2 separate regions of the Gossypium hirsutum genome follow, and region 1 is linked to region 2. Evidence: chromatin contacts called from public Hi-C data. All regions are on one chromosome and are shown on one strand. Each heading gives the region's core, a stretch centred on a gene start, on an enhancer-like site or on the middle of the called end of the contact. The rest is flanking DNA. Distances are from core to core; before and after follow the strand shown. Region 1 has its middle 46 kb from the start of LOC121222726. Region 2 holds the start of LOC107916179 (midnolin homolog).

The links. A called contact is a pair of places that touch in the nucleus more often than the background predicts.
Region 1: a contact with region 2 is called in a Hi-C map of leaf, with 1.6 times the contacts expected there. The contact joins the enhancer-like site here to the promoter of LOC107916179 in region 2. A contact is called at or near these places in 4 of 34 Hi-C or Micro-C datasets (all in leaf).

Annotation. Positions count from the first base shown.
Region 1 is chrD10:50,185,701-50,188,736 of Gossypium_hirsutum_v2.1, reverse strand. No RefSeq gene overlaps it. Among protein-coding and RNA genes, the nearest start is that of LOC121222726, 46 kb to the right of the region's middle. Within about 2 kb of position 1,401, at least 2 of the 9 cell types and tissues checked have an H3K27ac peak or open chromatin away from gene starts, as enhancers often do. A contact at or near this core is called in leaf, where this site is marked.
Region 2 is chrD10:50,094,512-50,097,573 of Gossypium_hirsutum_v2.1, reverse strand. LOC107916179 (midnolin homolog) reads left to right here and starts at 1,393. Exons shown (of 1, transcript XM_016845326.2): 1 at 1,393-3,062. The coding sequence starts at 2,022.

The DNA of each region.
Region 1 (3,036 bases), core at 152-2,651, 91 kb before region 2:
TTTGTACTCCTAATTTATGATTGAAACAATACCGGATATGATATTAATTTGATATTTGATGAAAAAAAATTTAAAACACGTTACAAATTGATATATAAATGTATAATATATATACGTATTATGAATAATGAATTATTAATATTATAAATTCATGAAAATCACATATTTATAGTATAAGTAGGTATTTAAAAATAATATATATAAAAATTAATTAAATGTAAAGTTTAAAACTAATAATAAAAATATATATAATATGTTCGAAAGTAAAATAAAAATTTTATTTTATTTGAGAGTAAAAAAAATTTAAATAGCTAAATATATTAAATTAAAAACATTAAAGACATTTAAATTGTTTATCATAATATTCACTTTTTTGAAATGAATAAATATATTAAAATAAAATTTTGATTGAAGTGGGAAAAATAAATTCTATAAATATGGTTTAAACCATAGTATTTGCATTTTTAATTAAAAATTATGTAAAATAATTTAATCAATTGAGTTAAAACTTTTTTATTAAAGAAAACAGTTTTGTACGATTATATTATGACAAAATAAAAGGAAAACAACACGCGTGCACGTTAGTGAACAATACCCTTTGAATGTAAACAATACACTTTGCATTTATGACTTTTTGTCTATCAAATTGTTTGGAAATGATGCCCTCTAAACCCATTTTAAAATGTATTACATTAAAATTAAAGAGCTGCATTATAACTAAAAACCCTTTATATATATATATATTATTTTCTCTATTTAATAATAAATAAATTAGTAATTGTATGTTAGATCAAGAAGTAAATTAGTTCTTTTATTAAGAATTTATTTTATTTTTATTCTTAAAAACTGATTATTATACATCAGCATAATATATACGTAGCATGTCACGTATCATTGTCTAGTTATTTTGCTAGCCACATTAGTTTTTAACAATACAAATAGATAAAATTTTTAACAAAAGAAATTAACTTAAATCTAACTTACATGGACTAATTTACTTATTTTTTGAGTAAAAAAATAAAATGTAATATAATTATTAGTACGTGAACTTTTATAATATTTTTATTAAATTGAGATTAAATATTTGAAAATTGGCCTCACGATGTAGACAATACACATCAAACATTCCTATTTTTTAATAATAATGATGATGGCGATGCCTCTTCACGGTACACTTATAATTTTATACAAGACTATAAAAATTATCATGAAATCTTATGGTGACATAAAAACTAATTATTAAAAAAAAATGAATCGGTAATTAAATTAGGTAAACATTATTATGAAATAAAATTCGTGGACTAGAGGGAAGAAAAAGGGCTGAATGCAATGGTTTCATAGGACAAAAGTAGGAAAGGGAAAGGGAAGGTTGATGTTTGAATTGAAAGGAGAAAGGACAGATGGATGAAAGTTGTAATTAAGATGGGAGGAAAGTGGGGGCAACTAATGAATAATGTGATACATAATTAATTTCATCATAAACAGACGATGAAGTAAAATCCAGTGATAGAGACTACTCACCTTATGAGTTGTCAGGCTTGTAATTAGATATATTCATGAATTGAAGTTGTAACTTGATTTTTATTAATAAAAAAAATTTTAAATTGTTATTGTTATAAAATAAAGAAAGATGGAGAGAATAAAGAACAAAGAAAATATGAAAGTAATATTAGAGAATGTACTTTATTAATTAAATGGATGATTTACAATATTTCATCAGAGTCTCTATTTATAGGCATAAGAAGTATAAAAGAAGTAGATATCTAATTCTAATAACTATTAGAATTTAAAGTACATCAAAACTTTATCTTGATCATGATCGACATCCACTTAATAAGATATTCATAACACTCCCCATTGGATGCCCATTGGTAGATAATGTGCCTCGTTAAAACATTATTAGGAAAAACCCTGTGGGATAAAAAACCTAATGAAGGAAAAATAATACACAATCTTCTATTACAAGCTGCCTCGTTAAAAACCTTTATCAGAAAAACCCAATAGGACAAAACCTTGGTTAAAGGAAAAGAGTACAACTTGTTTTTAGACTCCCCCTAATGGCAACATTACATTACATCTTTGAGTCGACACATTCCAATCTTATGTAGTAGTATTTCAAATGTTGAAGTTGGCAATACCTTAGTAAAAAGATCTGCTAAATTATCACTAGAACGAATTTGTTGAATATTTATATCACCTCTTTTTTCAAGATCATGGGTAAATAATAATTTTGGTGAAATATGTTTCGTTTTATCACCTTTGATGTAACCACCCTTCAATTGAGCTATACATGCTGCATTCATTGCAATTATTTCTGCATGATTGAAGAAGCGGCAAATAATGTTTGCTTTACTGATGCCATGATATGGCAGTACCCCGACATGTAAATAAATATCCTATTTGAGATCAACCTTTATGTAGATCTAATAAGTATCCAACATCAACATAGCCAGCTAATAGGGGTTTTGAATCATTTGAATAAAATAACCCCATATTAGTAGTCCCTCTGAGATATCTAAATACATGTTTAATTCCATTCCAATGTCTACATGTTGGAGAAGAACTAAATCTTGCTAACAAGTTTACAGTAAAAGCTATATCACGTCTTGTGTTGTTTGCAAGATACATTAATGCCCCCATGACACTTAGATATGGTACTTCAGGACCAAGAAACTCTTCATTATTCTCACAATGACGAAATTGATCTTTATTCACATCTAAAGGTTGTACAACCATTGGAGTACTAAATGGGTGTGCTTTATCCATGTATAATTTCTTTAATATCTTTTCCATATAAGTTGATTAATAAACATGAATTTCATCTTTTAAATGCTCGATTTGTAATCCAAGATAAAACTTTGTTTTTCCAAGATCTTTCATCTTAAATTCTTTCTTTAAATAATTTATTGTATTTTGAAGCTCTTCAGGAGTTCCAATAATATTTAGACCATCAACATAAAAAATAATTATCATAAAATCTGATCCAAATCTTTTTATAAAGACACATGGACAAATTGGATCATTTTTATAATCTTC
Region 2 (3,062 bases), core at 144-2,643:
TTATCATGTTTTTTTTAATTAAAAAAATAGTTTTAACCTTTTGATTAGCACTCAATTTCAAATAATTGAAGTGAAAATATCATAATAAATGGTAAATAGTTTAGGGATAAGAAGGCGCATGCAGCAACAAGAGTTGATGTGTTGAACAAATGAGTGGGAAAAGGAGGTTGGTGGATATATACAACATTGTGGGGGGTCACTCACTCTGGCCCTTTTCTTCCATTGCTGTCGCTCTTCCCTCTTCAACCAAATTTTCACAATCTTTTTCTTTGTTCTCCACCTATTGTTAACTCCTATCACTATTTAACTTAACTCCATTCCATTAATTTAATTTTTTCCAATTAACAAAGCAAAATAAATTGGGACAAGCAAATGAACCCGAGAAGGAGAGGGCCCTTCACAAACTACTTATGTCCAAATTATAATTTAAATCTTTTTAAATTATTAATAATTTAGTTTAAACATTTTTAATACAATTTTTTACTTATTTTATAATTTTATCTCAACCTTTCTAAATAAAATTTTTGGTTAATTATAACCAGAATCTCTTTATATTAATCCACACAACACTACCTTCTTTTTCTAATAATTTTTTTTTAAATTTAATAGTATAAAACTATATATTTATAATGTGTTCATGTATGAATTTGATACATATAATTGTTTAGGTCATGTATAAAATAATTATATATAACTTATTAACATATATATGATTTTAGTTTGTATTTCTAATACATATACTAAAAAAATTAAAATATTATAATGGATAAATTAGTAACTTTAAAATTCGGGTAGGTTATCACAAATGCCTCACTCTACCTCAGGCACTTAAAATAAAAATCTCATTTAAAATAAGATGATATAAATTTTATTAAGTGGCCCTCGTCTTGATAAAAATATTATAGAGATATTTATATTAAGAGTTAGATAGTATTTTATTATTTTATTTAAAAAATAGATAAATTAATTCTTTTACATTAGAGCAGAAAGTAAATACATCATTTTAGTTAGAAACTTTTTTCATTTTTACTATTAAAACTAGTTATTGTATGTTAAAATGGGATATACATTACAGATCACATATAATTGTTTGATTATATTGTATTTTTAATAATAAAAAATAAAATTTTTAATAAAAATTCTAATTTATTATTTGATCTACTGTATAAAAATAATTTACTCTTTTTAAATAAAAAATTAAATACAATCCTATTATTAATACAATATCCTCTATTATATTTTTACCCTCATCCCTCGTTATAAAAAAACCCTTTTCTATGGAGTCTAATAATTTTTTATATTTTCAAGTATTATATATAAATAAGTTATAATAAACTAATAATATTTTTATCAGGAAAGAAAAAGCCAAGTAAGCATAAATATATTTAGAGATAAAAAAACAAAGCGAATTTCATAATGCAATGGCAGAAAAAGAGGGAAGCTACTCTAATCCATCCATCTACAAAGCAGAAGCATATTTTCTTCTTCTAAATTCTAATATATATTATATATAAAAGATAAAAAGAAGAAGAGCAAAGGGCAAAGCGAAGCAATGGAGTTAAAAGGAAAAACCCTTCCCAGGAGCTAAGGTGAGGAGTCAGAAGAGAGTGCTTTAGTTAGTAGATTCCTGTGGGAAGGTGGCAGGAGGGGGGTGGGGGTTGATGAAAGCTAAAAAAGGGGTGAGGGTTTAGCTTGTGTATGGTTTATATGATAATATCACTTTGTTTAATGTGTAGGCAAGTCAGTGTTCCACGTGCTCCTGGGGACTCTCTCCCCCCTCCCCCTCTTCAATGCCATATTTTTTTTCCCCACTCAATTACACACTCTGACTCTCTGTTTCCCTTCTTTTGTTTGCATCTTCCTCTTCCCATTTCTCTCTCTTTTCTTGGCAGGGAAAAAAGTGAGTGACTTGTGGGAAAGCAAAAATAAAGGCCATATCTTTGATGTGAAAAGAGAGCAATACCAGTTACAAGGAACAAAGATTTTGTAGATATTTTTTCCTTCACAGTTAGTTTAACATAATGGAAGGAATCAAAGGTGGAGGAGGAGGTAGAGTTGGTGTTGGTGTTGGTGTTGAAGAAGATATGGGAGATGGTATGCAATGCAGTAATCATCCTTATAGAAATAACCCTGGTGGGATCTGTGCTTTTTGCCTTCAAGAGAAGCTAGGCAAGTTGGTTTCTTCTTCTTTTCCTTTACCTATTCGTGCTTCACCTTCTTCTTCTTCTTCCCCGCCTTCTTTTAGATCTGATACTGGTGCCATTGCTACTAGTTGTGGCGGAAATGGTGGCGTTAGTGGTGGTGGTGGTGGTGTCGCCACTTTTTCCGCTTCTTCACTGTCTATGTCTGTTCGTCCCATAACAAAAACTAGGCTTGATAATGGCAATAATAACAGTCATTATGAAGAATGTTATACAAGGCGGGCCAGGATCCCTTTCCCTTTGGCAAAGAAGAAGAAGAAGATCATGGTGGCATCATCAGATCATCATCACCACCACCACCACCATCATCATGCTAATATTGCTTTAAAGAGAAGCAAGTCAACTACAGCTCCCAGGAGAGGCCGGTTCTTGGATGGTGAAGTAGATAATGGTGGAGGCTTCAGTCCCAGAAAAAGAAGTGGTTTTTGGTCATTTCTCTATCTTTCTTCCAAGACCCATAGTTCCAAAAAACCAGACAAGGTTGCTTCTATAGCACCACCGGCAGCCACTGTCTCAACAGCAACAACAATGGGGGGACCTTCATCCTCAAGTGCGGTCGTGAATGTAAAACCAAAGGAGAAAAGCTTGGGTTCATCATTGTCGAGAAAAGGAGGCATTGTGGTAGTAGAAGAGGAAGACAGCCCCAACAGTGAAGCCACTGCCTCAGCTGCATCATCATTTGAGCGCAAGGTTTCGAGATCCAGGTCCGTAGGCTGCGGAAGCCGGAGTTTCTCCGGTGATTTCTTCGAAAGGATCTCAACCGGGTTGGGAGATTGCACTCTCAGACGAGTTGAATCCCAAAGAGAAGGCAAACCAAAATCCTCCGCCGTCGGCGCCGCCTCATCATCATCAGCAATGAAA